2 separate regions of the Mus musculus genome follow, and region 1 is linked to region 2. A link is a contact called in public Hi-C data. All regions are on one chromosome and are shown on one strand. Each heading gives the region's core, a stretch centred on a gene start, on an enhancer-like site or on the middle of the called end of the contact. The rest is flanking DNA. Distances are from core to core; before and after follow the strand shown. Region 1 has its middle 14 kb from the start of Ropn1. Region 2 overlaps Kalrn (kalirin, RhoGEF kinase).

The links. A called contact is a pair of places that touch in the nucleus more often than the background predicts.
Region 1: a contact with region 2 is called in a Hi-C map of cerebral cortex, with 1.7 times the contacts expected there. The contact joins two enhancer-like sites. A contact is called at or near these places in 2 of 484 Hi-C or Micro-C datasets (cerebral cortex and nephron progenitors), 1 of 115 datasets of contacts at active chromatin or transcription factors (the NIH/3T3 cell line) and 3 of 9 other capture datasets (adipose tissue, liver and pancreatic islet).

Annotation. Positions count from the first base shown.
Region 1 is chr16:34,634,086-34,640,522 of GRCm38.p6, reverse strand. No RefSeq gene overlaps it. Among named protein-coding and RNA genes, the nearest start is that of Ropn1, 14 kb to the left of the region's middle. Within about 2 kb of position 4,717, at least 5 of the 459 cell types and tissues checked have an H3K27ac peak or open chromatin away from gene starts, as enhancers often do. A contact at or near this core is called in cerebral cortex, where this site is marked.
Region 2 is chr16:34,389,943-34,397,159 of GRCm38.p6, reverse strand. Kalrn (kalirin, RhoGEF kinase) reads left to right here. Exons shown (of 60, transcript NM_177357.3): 2 at 5,051-5,125. Among named protein-coding and RNA genes, the nearest start is that of Kalrn, 120 kb to the left of the region's middle. Within about 2 kb of position 1,554, at least 19 of the 459 cell types and tissues checked have an H3K27ac peak or open chromatin away from gene starts, as enhancers often do. A contact at or near this core is called in cerebral cortex, where this site is marked.

The DNA of each region.
Region 1 (6,437 bases), core at 3,468-5,967, 240 kb before region 2:
TTTAAGGGACAATTTCCACTCTCAGGAGCCAGTCCTGGTCCCCATTGCTGGAACTCCCGTTTGATGCTTTCTCAGCTGAAAATGCCTGGATTCTACTGCAATGCTTCCTCCTCAAAGGCTCATAAGCTGCAGAGTCACTGAAAAGGGCAGGCTACAAAATGTCTATACAGTATGATCTTAATCGTGTAGAAATGCTCACTGATAATAGATTAAAGAACCAGGTTCTTATATCAACAGTGGTATTAGATGTCTTAGAAATGGAGACACTCTGGAGTGGGGGAGGGGGAGCATTTTGGGGGGTGGTAGCTTTTCATCAACATACAAACCTCCCACCAAAAGCAATTTCCTCATCTAGTAATAACGTTGCTCCTGTTAATCTCTTTAGAAGGAGGAGAGACCGTGACCTCTCCCTGACTAAACTTCTGGTCTCTGGAGATTGTTGTCCTTGTTCGTCTCTTCCTGTGCCCACTCAGGAAGAGTGATTTCTGCAGGCCTCAATTTGTATTCCATGCTAGCAGTGGGTTTTCCCAACTATCCTCCTGGGAACACGATTCTGTTCTCTACATAAAAGCAAAGATACAATTAAAGCTACGCATCAGAGAGCAATCAAGGGAACAACTCACATTACCATGGAGAGGATGCTACTGCATAAGGCAGTTCAGCAAACATTCTCTTCTGGCTGTTGCCCCAAATGCAGAAGAGACGCTCCTGGCTCTGCAGCCACCCGAGTGTGGCTCATCTCAAACGAACCAGTGTCTACACACACAATATGCTGTCTTCCTCAGGGGCCTGGTCCAGAGACTACCGTGTTTTCCTCAGTTCTTATCTGTGGCCTGTGTGCCAGGGAATCACCCCACTTTCCTTGAAGACAAGGGACATTTGTTGGCTTCTGTTTAGGATTCTCCCAGGTAGCCTTCCTCAGATGAACTTGGGTAGCTGGCTTCCCTGCAGCTGCTTGAGATGCTAATGCCTTGTGGTTTAGTCAGCAGTAGAAAGAGGAAACAGAGACGTTTGGATCCATGATCCATCTCAACAATTTCACGGAAAGGCTTGGAAAGTGTGAGTCTCTGAAATTGATAAAGGTTAAATGACCAGGGCCAAACTATGGTTTTTGTGGGCCCTACCCACTTTTGCCTTTGTGAACCTCTCTTCTATTAAAAATACAAAAAACGTGTGTTTTATAATTGTTGGCATAACGACAAATACATCATCTTACAGGAACCCAGGTTGATATTGGGCTTTTTCTAAAGTGTTGACCGTGAGCCTTGGATATGAGAATATTACGGGGCATATTAGGCTCTGCATTGCTGTGACGAAATAGCCAACAGAAAAACTTACGGGAGGAAACATTTATTTTTTTAAAATATTTTTTATTATTACATATTTTCCTCAATTACATTTAGAATGCTATCCCAAAAGTCCCCCATACCCTCCCCCCCACTTCCCTACCCACCCATTCCCATTTTTTGGCCCTGGCATTCCTCTGTACTGGGGCATATAAAGTTTGCGTGTCCAATGGCTCTCTCTTTCCAGTGATGGCCGACTAGGCCATCTTTTGATACATATGCAGCTAGAGTCAAGAGCTCCAGGGTACTGGTTAGTTCATAATATTGTTGCGCCTACAGGGTTGCAGATCTCTTTAGCTCCTTGGATACTTTCTCTAGCTCCTCCATTGGGGGCGCTGTGCTCCATCCAATAGCTGACTGTGAGCATCTACTTCTGTGTTTGCTAGGCCCTGGCCTAGTCTCACAAGAGACAGCTATATCAGGGTCCTTTCAGCAAAATCTTGCTAGTGTATGCAATGGTGTCATTGTTTGGAGGCTAATTATGGGATGGATCTCTGGATATGGCAGTCTCTAGATGGTCCATCTTTTTGTCTCAGCTCCAAACTTTGTCTCTGTAACTCCTTCCATGGGTGATTGTTTCCAATTCTAAGAAGGGGCAAAGTGTCCACACTTTGGTCTTCGTTCTTCTTCAGTTTCATGTGTTTTGCAAATTGTATCTTATATCTACTAAGTTTCTGGGCTAATATCCACTTATCAGTGAGTACATATCATTTGAGTTCTTTTGTGATTGTGTTACCTCACTCAGGATGATGCCCTCCAGGTCCATCCATTTGCCAGACAAAAAGGCCACCAATAGATTGGGAAAGGATCTTTACCTATCCTAAACCAGATAGGGGACTAATATCCAATATATATAAAGAACTCAAGAAGGTGGACTCCAGAAAATCAAATAACCCCATTAAAAATGGGGCTCAAAGCTAAACAAAGAATTCTCACCTGAGGAATACCGAATGGCTGAGAAGCACCTGAAAAAATGATCAGCATCCTTAATCATCAGAGAAATGCAAATCAAAACAACCCTGAGATTCCATCTCACACCAGTCAGAATGGCTAAGATCAAAATTTCAGGTGACAGCAGATGCTGGCAAGGATGTGGAGAAAGAGGAACACTCCTCCATTGTTGGTGGAATTGCAAGCTTGTACAACCACTCTGGAAATCAGTCTGGTGGTTCCTCAGAAAATTGGACATAGTACTACCGGAGGATCCCGCAATACCTCTCCTGGGCATATATCCAGAAGATGTCCCAACCAGTAAGAAGGACACATGCTCCACTATGTTCATAGCAGCCTTATTTATAATAGCCAGAGCTGGAAAGAACCCAGATGCCCCTCAACAGAGGAATGGATACAAAAAATGTGGTACATTTACACAATGGAGTACTACTCAGCTATTAAAAAGAATGAATTTAGGAAACATTTATTTTAGTTCATGGTTTCAAAGGGTGAACTGTGGTTAGCTTGAATCTGTGTTTCTTGGCCTCATTGTGGCAAGGGTGAACATGACAGCAGTGTGTGTGTGTGTATGTGTGAGCAAGGGGAAACTATTGACCTCATTGTGGACAGGAAGCAAAAAGAGGACAAGGCAAGATTGTGCATTTCAAAAACATAGCTCTTCTTATTTCCTCCAGCCAAGCTTTGCCTTCTACAGTTTCCAGAACCTTCCATGATAGTGCTGCAGACCACACATTTCACATATCTACCCACTGAGAATATTCATAATGCAAATAAATGGTTCAGATAGTAGTTTAATTCGAGAAAGAATTGTTTGAGCACTTTATATGTGCCACACAGAGAAGAACCAGCCGAGGACAGAGGACATGGCAGATATTACCAGCATGTGTTGTTCCCTGACATTGTGCTCAAAGGCTGGAGGTCCTCCCTGGGCTTTTGACATGAGAGCTGACACTGGATAAAGTTCAGCCGGATCTGCTTTACCCCTGATTCATAGTATAAAGAGTTGTTCGCCTGCTCCAGTCCCAGTTTTACACACATCCAATGGACACGATAACACTCACTGCAGAGGTCGTGGAACAAATTTCATCATCCAGGCAAAGCACGTCGCTTAAAGTGGAAGTTACTCTGCACCCGTTCTTTCTTCCTTTAGACTGTAAAAGTTTTGAAGGAGAAAATTAGCCGAAATTTTTGTTGTAACATGAACTTGGCTTTTAATTTTAAAATGTGACTTTGAACACATGCTTCACTTTGTAGATTAACTACAGTTTTCAATAGCAGCACACCAACTCAGTTTATGACTTATTATTTAGTATACCAGTATTCAGTATTCATCAGATCATCCGACAAATATTCTGTGTGTGTGTGTGTGTGTGCATGTATAAGCATATAGATGTATGTGTGTGTGATATACATGTAAATCCAGGCTGTTGTCCCTTGACCTTCATCCGTCTTGGTTTTGTGAGGTCTCATTGGTCTAGAACTAACTGAATAGACTAGGTTAGCTGGCCAGGAAGTTCCAGGGTCAGCTTGACCTTACCTGTCCAGGGCTGTGACTACAAACACCTGCCAGCATATGTTTGTTCTCTTCCTCCTCCTTCTCCTCCTCCTCCTCCTTCTCCTCCTTCTCTTCCTCCTCCTCCTCTTTCTCCTCCTTACTTCTCCTCTCCCTCCCCTCTTCTTTCTCCTCCTTCTTCTCCTCTTCCATCTTCTTTTTAATGCGGACTCTGGGGAATTGAATTTAGATCTTCCTTGCAAGCTTAGCACTTTACTGACTAAGCTATTATCCTAGCTCTCAACAAATGTTTTTGTAAGAATCTTTCATGAGGGCTCAGGAGACAGATCAGTGAGTAAAACACTTGCCACACAACTATGAGGATAGGAATTTGGATCCCTAGCTTGGGTATAAATACTGTTTGTATTACCAATTGCAAGGTGGAGACAGGACATGCCCAGAGCAAGCTAGTACCTACCCTAGCTGAGCCACTGTCCTCTCAGTTCAGGTAAGAGACCCTGCCATGGCGTAAACGGTGTAGAAAGATAGAGGAAGATACCCACCATCAACCTCTGGCCTCCATGCCTGCACACACACATTTGAATGACCTACTCACGTGAGCATTCACACAGATGTATAAACATACATGCATAACACATGTATATGTATGCAGAAGAAGGCCCTTTCATGGAGTAGTCAATGTGTGCTTGGGAAATTAAAAAAAAAAAAAAAACACCTTTAATATTAGCTTGGTCCTGACATGATCAGGAAAGGAAATCCACCAAGGAAGGAAACCTTGTGTGAAAGGAGTTTCCAGGACAGTGAGAGAAGGACAGGGAGGCATGAATGCCTCAGAGATGCTTTCATAAATCCTGGCAGAGGGAAGAAACTCTGACATACCTGGCTACAGAGAGTCCTGAGAGCTGAACTCGCCTCTTACTCTTGAATTGCATTTATTCTGGGAACCACACAGAGTGCTGTGTCAATCTGCTACGAGGGAGGCAGAATTATAAATAGAAAATGTGCTGAAAATAGGAAATAAGATGAAAGATGGCATTTGGGGCTTTCACGGCTTCTCCCCCCCCCCCCAGGAGAGAGGGGAAAGCCACAGTTTGGGTGGAGATTAGGATTCAGGAGTCACTGTTTGAAGAGAGGGAAGAGGTGGAAAGAGGTGGAGAATGAGGGGTGGGAGGGTCAGATGGTCCCTGGGGCAGAGGAGGGGAGACCATAGCGAAACACTAGGTTAAAGGGGGAGGATCCCCCCCCAGGGCGAGAGAAACTAAACTGGAAATAGCAAGATAGTGCTAACAGTGGCAGTGAAAGACTGGTCAGACAAAGTAGGATGCAGTCCTCAGATGCAGTCCCAGGGAGATAGATGCTCAGTCAATCAAGTCCTTGCTTTGCAAGCAGATAGACTTGAATTCAATCCCTAGGATCCATACAAAATAAGGCAGGGATGATGGAGTGTACACGTGGTCCAACTACATGGTGGAGATAGGAGGCCCCTGGGGCTGAAGAGAGAGAGTTCTGGTGGGAGAGTTTTTAGAACTGGAGGAGCATCCAAGATAGTATTATTACCCATTGGGGTGCACCATGTGAAGGTTGTCTTTGCATTATTCAGTTGTTAATTCTGTACTGGCTGAGAGCTGAGTACTGACCAGAGTTTGGTGTTGTTATTCATATGGTTTACCACCTGCCTCGGTATTTTGTAAATAGACAGCTTTCTCACTCACTGATTGGTTTAACCAGGAGTTGATGGACAATAGTAGGCAGGAAAGGGAAAGTGGGACTTCTGGCTGAGAGGGTGTCCCTAAGGAGGAAAAGCAGAGGCAGGAAGTAGAACAGAGAAGTTGCATGGATGTTGGTGGGAGGGACTTACTGGGAGAGAGGTAACTGGTCACTTGGCCAGACGAAAACTAGTATAGTCAGGTTAATTAGGTTAGATGACCTAGCTGGGAGGTAGCCCAAGCTAGGCCTAAGCTACGTAATAAAATTAGTAAGTCTCTGTATCATTATTCAGAGATTGGCAGGTCCAAGAAGTCCAGCAATTATCACATTTAACTAGACTTTTGACCTTGAGTAACTTGGCTGGCTCAGGTCTATAAACTGGGTTTGGATATAGACTCTACCACAAACTTCTAGTTTGTTTGTTATTTTTCTTTTTGCAGGGCTGGGGATTGAACCCAGGTCTCTACCATTGAGTCATCATCATAGTCCTTCCTGTTAGATACAGATCAATTTATTTCCTTTATATAGATCTCATTTTCCTTATCCATACAGTGTGAGGCAACTGCCTGCTATAAAATCCGCCTTCATAATTGTATGAATATGTAGAGTGGGCAAGAATAGTGACTCCTAATTTGGTCTATATATAGCACCCAGCTCTCATGGAGACCAACCTGTTTAACTGCTGGTGGTGGATGGCTTTAAGTCCTCTTCTAGCCAGAACAGCCCTTCTTTCCTTAAAGCAGAGATTCAGTCCTCCTACCTTCTCTCTGTATTGCAGGGGTGCTGAGTTTGAGTCTGTAGAGACTGAGAGCAGGAGCTACCCACCCATAGAGATGCTAAATAGGCCTACAGATGACATAAAGTGAAATGCTACACAGCTCTCTGCTTAGGCCATGTTATATACCTTGTCATTTTGT
Region 2 (7,217 bases), core at 305-2,804:
GCAGGGGAAGGATGGAGTTCTTTGTCAGCATCTCAGGATCTTGTTTTTTATTCAGTCTGCTAGTTACCCAGAATTAGGAGGAGGTGAGCACTGGGTATTCTGGGCTGTGGGTTACCAGAGGGCAGAGCATGAGTCTTCCCCTCACTGGGAATTTCGTGAAATGAGTACCAGGTACTCATGGGTATGGGGCTCTCTTGGCTTGGCACCTTTGCTTTTCCTGTTTCCTGTCCAGCATTGCTTGGTATTCAAGGCTTTGTAGGTCAGGCATAAGCTGGGATAGAGAGGCAAAAATTGGCTCTCCTGTCTTCTGGGATCATCTAAAAGACGGTGATTTGGTCTACAAGTATGATTACTGAAGAATTCAGATCTCAGAACATAAGAAAATATTTTTGTTATGAAATTAAGACATTTATTGGATGAGGGAATGGGTTAAGGTACCATTCCAAGCATCTGATAAGCATGGTTTATAAACATTCATGCTCTTCCAAAACAAGACACAGTCCAGTCTCAATGGCCTGGAAGATGAATTATTAATACACAGCTCCTGGATAACCTTTATTAGTGTGGAACCTAAGTGATGGATTGCAGCTAAGACCTGAATATCTGAAACCCTGGACAAGAGGAGGAATCTCTGACACTCTCTTTGCCTCACAATGTGTAATTAGAGTCACCTGGGGTTCTGTTTCTAATGCAGTGTTTGGTTCTATTGGTATTGAGTGGGACCTGGGATCCTGAGTTTCTAGCAAGTTCTAGGTGGCAGGTGATAGCTGTTACTTTGAAGAACAAGACTATGGGGCTAGCTACTAGGAATCCTTTCAAAGTGACACCACATCACCAATTTACATGCTGCACAAAATAAATATGCCTTGCTACTGAGCACCCTAAGAGCTCATTTAGCCAACACTGGCTTGTGTGTGATTTTGATGTTTCCCTCTTCCCAGCTTCATTCAAATGTGCTAGGTAGGCCTTGTGTTAGACTGTGCTAATACCAAGGCAAATAAGAACTGGATTTTGCTTTCCAGGGACTTCCAAGCAGAGATAGAAAGGCATGCCAGTAGGAAAATGGGCTGTTGTCAGAGACATGATCTCACCTGCACAGAATACAATGGGAGGGAATAGAGAGAAGATGTGGGGACCTGACTATTGGGATGTTTGTCATTTTAGTGGAGGATAGGGTTCAGACCCACTTGAAGCAATGTTGGAATGCTTACACACTCATTCTTCAATAAGTGCAAATTATGGAAGTGTGACTAAAAACCAAAAGGAAATAGTGGGCCATCCTTGGGTTTCCTGGCAGCTTGTACCTTTGAACACTCACCAAGTGCTCACTCAGTGTTTGTTTCACTCAGGATGGCTTTCTGAAGGAGACTGGCATGCAGCCCAACCACTCTGCTTCCTTAAGGGAACTACTGCTTTCCCAGGCCCAAGAACCCATGGGCAGGGCCCATGGCACAAGGCCCAGCTTGCTTTTCTTTAGGACTAGAAGTGCAGGATGGATGCCAGAGTGAAGGCCAACCATTGGTGCTTTACATATGAGAAGCAGGGAGCTGGAAAATGTGAGGAGAACCAGGCAGTGATGGGAACATGCTGTTTGAGGTGCAGGGCAATGAGGAGCAGGCACAGGGCTGGGAGGAAACCTGAACTGAAGGGTCTTGGGAGGATGGTGGTGGCAATTTGTACTTCCTTAATAGATGCAGAGCATTTCAACTTTGCTAATTAACAGAACAGCAGGCTTGTAATTCTGACAGCAGCAGGACATGAATGTGGTGGGCTTAGCACTGAAAGCTAGCCAAGCATGCCTTTGTCCTTAAGAGAAAGCACAACACCCACATTGGGTCAGGTCCATAAGGTTCCTGCTGACTTGTTTTGTTTTCCCTTGTAGGGCAAAGGAGGAGCTAGGGACTTTCATTTCTTCTCAGGCCTTCTGTAGAGGTAGTGAGACATCTACTGTTTCAGCAGGCTTGTCTTAAGGAAAAGGCCAGCCTGCCATTGGTCTAGTGTTCGCAGCCCAATAATGCTATTGGATACACTTTGTGTCAGAAAGAGCAGTAGCTGTGCAAACTGCTTCCTGCAAGGCACAAGTGCGTACTTATAGAAGTTCTGTCATTTTTCTTCCATTTTGGCAACTGGTCTACCTGCAAAATTCCCAGTCCTGATACCAAGAAGAAATGGCCAGGAAGCCAGGGGAGGTGTTTTAGTTTTTACAAAGCACACAGAAACTGAATGAAGAATTTGCTTTCAATGCATCCTTTCAAAACACGTTGATCTAATAGTGAGAGGATTGTGAAGTATAAGATTGTGTTGATACGTATGGAGAATGAATTTAGGCTCAGGGCATCAGAGCTTAGAGACACCTTGGAGGTCATCTATCAGGACCACTAGTGCTTATATGACAGGTAATGCCACCTGCCTCGTGTAGCTCATTTTAGGAAGGGCTAACTTCCACTTAGTCATTTATTCTATCATCAAATATTTATTGACCAGGAGTCTACCAGGATGTGTACCTGGTAGTGAAAACATGTTCCAATTTCATTGGTTCTGTTTGAGTTAGCAGTCAATGAACTTCCCTTATCCTTTATTATATATTCTAACAGCTGGTTTCACAAGGTCCCTGGAGGGATTGATCCATAGGCTCCTCAGCCAGTGCAAATAAGTTTTATATGCAAGGTCACCAATTTCTGAGCCCCTAGGCTAATTAGTTTAGCTCTACTTGGCTTTACATAATACATGTATTGTTGAAAAGTTATTTGTAATTCAATTTTTTGGCAAATGAAAAACTAATTTAAACCATGAAGGGAACTTTTATTCTGAAAGACCCCCAAGCAAATGCTTTTATAATGTGAAAAATCTTGTTGCTACTGTTGGGAATGATTACTTCCTAGGAATGGATTTAGTAAATATTGGTACTTTGGGAGTTCTTGTGGTGGGCACACAGTCAGCCATACAGCCCAGCAGTCATCAGTTCGACTGGGAGGCCTCGGACCAAGGAGAAAGTCTGAGAACCTTAGAAAGAGGGCAGCTCAAGACTGACATTTACTAGAGCCCATGATTACTAGCTACATGGAGGACTTGGAAGCCATCCTATGGGTCCTGAGAAGGAAGAGCTAAGGAAAGATGAGACTAGGGCCTCCCTCTCTGCAGATAAAAATGGGTTGGACATAGCATACTCAATCCCTTTACTATGTTGCCAAGGCTGGCTTTGAACTTGCAACCCTTCTGCTTTGACTTCTTGAATAGCTGGGTTTATGGGTCACCAGGCCTGGCTTACTTTGAACTTGTAAATAATCTGGGAAAAGTCGGATAGAATTTATTTTTTATATTAGTTTTTCTATAGAGATTAAGTGTTCATACTGATGCAAGCAGAGTATTTAAAAACTAAGAACAGTGTATTTCACTTGTAAAAAAAAAAAAAAAAACAAGCTGTTTTGATACTTTAATGTCATTTTCCACAAACAGTTCAAGAGTTAAAGATGGCTGTGAAGCTAAAAATGGTTCCTTGTGTGGAAGAAAACAAAGCAAAGCAAAGCAAAGCAAGTAATAGGAACTACTTGTGAATTTTGTAATAATTGTTGCTAATTAGTCTCTTTTGTGAGATGTAGTCTTTGGTGTGGGAGATGGGGTTTGAGCGTGCCTATCTGAAGGAACTAAAGACAGAGCTAGAAAACAAGGTGGTGTCTTTGAAGTCAGAATTCTTCCTTGTCTTTGTTTCTTCCTCACTGCAGCGGAGTGAGCCTGTAGCTACTACTCCACATCATGCACTGTGTGTCAGCTTCTGAAGAGACATAATTGCTGAATAAAAGCTTCACTACATCAGGGGAACATAAAAGAGAAGAAAGAAATGAAATAGTCAGACACTGGAAATTTGATTGGGGTTGGATTATGATCGCTGACCTTGGGTCCTGGTATTTGGTAACACGTCTCTTTCTCTTCCTTGGTTAGATGTGCACAGGGCATGAAATTTCCCTTTTCCTGGGCCAGTGAGCTAATTCCTGGACTGTTGGTAAAATTCATATGATGTTGAGAGACTGAGAGATAGAGACTAGCCTAACCAACATGCAACTCTTCTTTGTAGATTTCAGACTTGGCCTCACAGCATGTGGGTATATCCATGGTTCTTGGCCCTATTGTACTGAGCTGATAGCACTGCTTGCTTTATGAGATCCACTTTGTGATGTCTTAATGGTAATACACAACAGAGACCCCAATTACAGCTCCAAGGGTATGAGTGTGGGTGGTTCCCTTTCAGAGTTCTGTAATGCACTGGAGAAAACTGCCAGGGTTACAGTGGTCTAGCCTGAAGCTTTGTATGCTTGGAAGCTGGTCTTCCCTTCCCATGTTCCTCATACTAGGCTGGGTTGGCCTTTGCTTCTGGGACTAGAGTTTCTCTAGATGAATCTTTCTTTGCCAGTTCTGGGGAGCTCTGGTGTCTGCCTCCACCCCTCTAATAGGAATTTGGCTAGACCCAAGAAAGTACTTTACAACCGGGAAGCAAGACTTAACAACCAGACAGAGAAAGTGCACTTTCTTAGAAGATTGAGGACTGGTGGTAACGTTAGAGTGCAGGCATGTATGGGTTATCATCATCAACTTAGCTTCTGGCTAACAGATTTTTGGTTATTTTCCCATTTGTAAAATGAAATCTAACCGTTTAAGAAGATGTCATTCAGGGTTCTGTAAACTACTTTAATATCTGAACTAACTCACCAGTACATACTCCATGCTATCTCTGTGTGACACTCTGCTAGGCACTCCAGGTATAAATGTGCTTTAAACATCTTGCCATTTGCAAGTTGCTCCTCAACCACAGGACTGCCTGTGATGTCATTGAGACACTGGGTTTTGTACTCAGTGGAAGTGACTTGAACTTTCCTCTCTTGAAAAGGACCAAGAGAAGAGAAGAAGGCTTTAACCCCATCACAATGGGGACTCTCCCTGTGTTGGGCTGGGCTGCAGACCTGCACAAGCCAAGTTGATGGGTCTTGGAGGCTGAGGGTGGGACCTTGTAGCCTAGCTGACATCTTTACTCTCTTTCTATTTTGTTGTCCCACAGGATCTTTTCGGAATGATGGTTTGAAAGCTTCTGATGTCCTTCCTATCCTAAAGGAGAAAGTGGCCTTTGTGTCTGGTGAGTATGCTTCTTTGTAGTAGACCTTAAGAAGATGTGTGTGTGTGTGTGTGTGTGTGTGTGTGTGTGTGTGTGTGTGTGTGTGTGTGTGTGTGCGCGCGCGCGCGCGCGCACGATCACTCACTGTCCTATAAGAGGAGACACATTAGCAGTTAGGCTTTCATGGCTGCTTCCTCCCTCCAGTGACAGGCAGAGGGAAGGGGGCCCTGACATCACCTGGAGAGTCTGGAGGACACTTGCAACAACAGGCAGGTCCACCACACACCTGACAACACTGCAGCCTGATTTGCTCTCTCGGCCAGGGCTGGTGGGGCTCTCTCCGTGAGAGGTTCCGGTAGGAAGAGCGTATCCACCCCAGGGGTTCCCTAGGGCTTCATGTTGTTTCTTAGTGGGTCACAAACAGGAGGGGTTTGTTGTTGTTGTTGTTTGGTTTGTTATGGTTGTTGGCTTTTTTATTTTTGGTTTGTTTGTTTTTGGTTTCTCATTTCTTTTCTTAGCAAAACATCTAATTTGGGTATTAGGCCAACTACTGTTTCTTGTTAACAGTCTACTTGGACCTAGCCATGTATGTTCTACTAGGTAGAATGTATTTTTCCCATGATATTACAAATTTGGTGGCTGAATTGGATTCCTTCTTGGTCAGAACTTGGCAGATCCTGAGCCCGGGCTGGGTGCTGACAGTGGGAGCTGTATAGAGAATAACCCTGGCATACACCTTGTTGATAGAGTCTTTGTCTCTGGGTAGCGTTTTTTTTTGTTTTTTTGTTTTTTTTTTTTTTTTTTTTTTTTTTTTTTTTTTTTTTTTGTCTGAATGATGGTCCTTGGAGCCACGGGCCATGAGGGAGCTTGCTTCCATAGTATAGTAACTCACTCCATAGGCACTGCTGGCTCTGCTGATGTGCAGCAGAAGAAAAGGAAAGGAGGGGAGGTCCTCTGTGGGAAGGGAAACCATAGCTGTCTCTACCTTACCTGAGAAGGGAGGCCAGCAAGTCAGTGTGGTATGGGTGGGGAGGCAGGCATGTGCTAGGTACACAGGAGCCCTTGTAAGATGCTGTATGTGATCTGTAGCAGTGGGGGAGGCAGGCATGTGCTAGGTGCACAGGAGCCCTTGTAAGATGCTGTATGTGATCTGTAGCAGTGGGGGAGGCAGGCATGTGCTAGGTGCACAGGAGCCTTTGTTGGACACTGTGTGCATTCTGTGGCAGTGGGTGGACTGGTATTTTCTCACAGTTGTTTCTGTTAAGACAACTGAGATCCAAAAGCTGCTTTGGCCTATTTGTGCTAAGTAGTGAGCCCTTGTCATTAAAGGTGTAGAGGCCTAGTAGAACAGCCTTTGAGAGGATCCTCTGGTGTGATTCCAGCATAGAGGCATGTATGTGACAAAGTAAACTAGGATTTGGAGTGCCTACTGAATTGTGGCAAGACCCTGTGTGGAAGCCCTGGTGGTCTCTGTGCATCAGTTTGCCTTGGACCCCACAGTCTCGATTCCTAGTACAGGTTTACAACCCACTTGCTTCTGTTTTATGGCCCTTTGTTAAGACGGCGTCCTTGTTATCACTTGGGTGTCCTGCTGATGCCCCTGTTATCTCATGCCAGATGTTTTTTTTCTCAGGCTTTCCCATCCCTGCCAGCTTGAGCCTCTCTTCTCCTCTCCTGCTTCCCCTCCTCCAGAGGCTCTTTCAGACCTAGCCTCTCCTCTGACACCATCTTGTTTAGCATCCATTCAGGAACTACGAAGACAGACATTGTATGTTCCGACATGGGGACACTTGTGTCACTGTTGGTGGCTTGGTTTTCCTGTGTAGGCCAGTTGGATGTGAATGGGGCCAACCACGCCTGGGAAAGCCCACTAAGAGGGGGAGTTGTCCTTATTGAACTCATGGAGTAGTTTGACAGGAAGGCAGTCAGGGATGAAGCAGGTAGGGACTGGCACTGAGCCACTCGCTGCTGTGTTCCTGAATGAGCCAAGCCTGACTCATCTATGCTTGCCCGGTCAGGAGCTTCTGAGCTTAGGGAACATTGCCCTCTGTGCCTGAGAAGGGCACTGGAGGTGGTTGGAAGATAATGACTGACTGCACCTAATAAGGAAAAC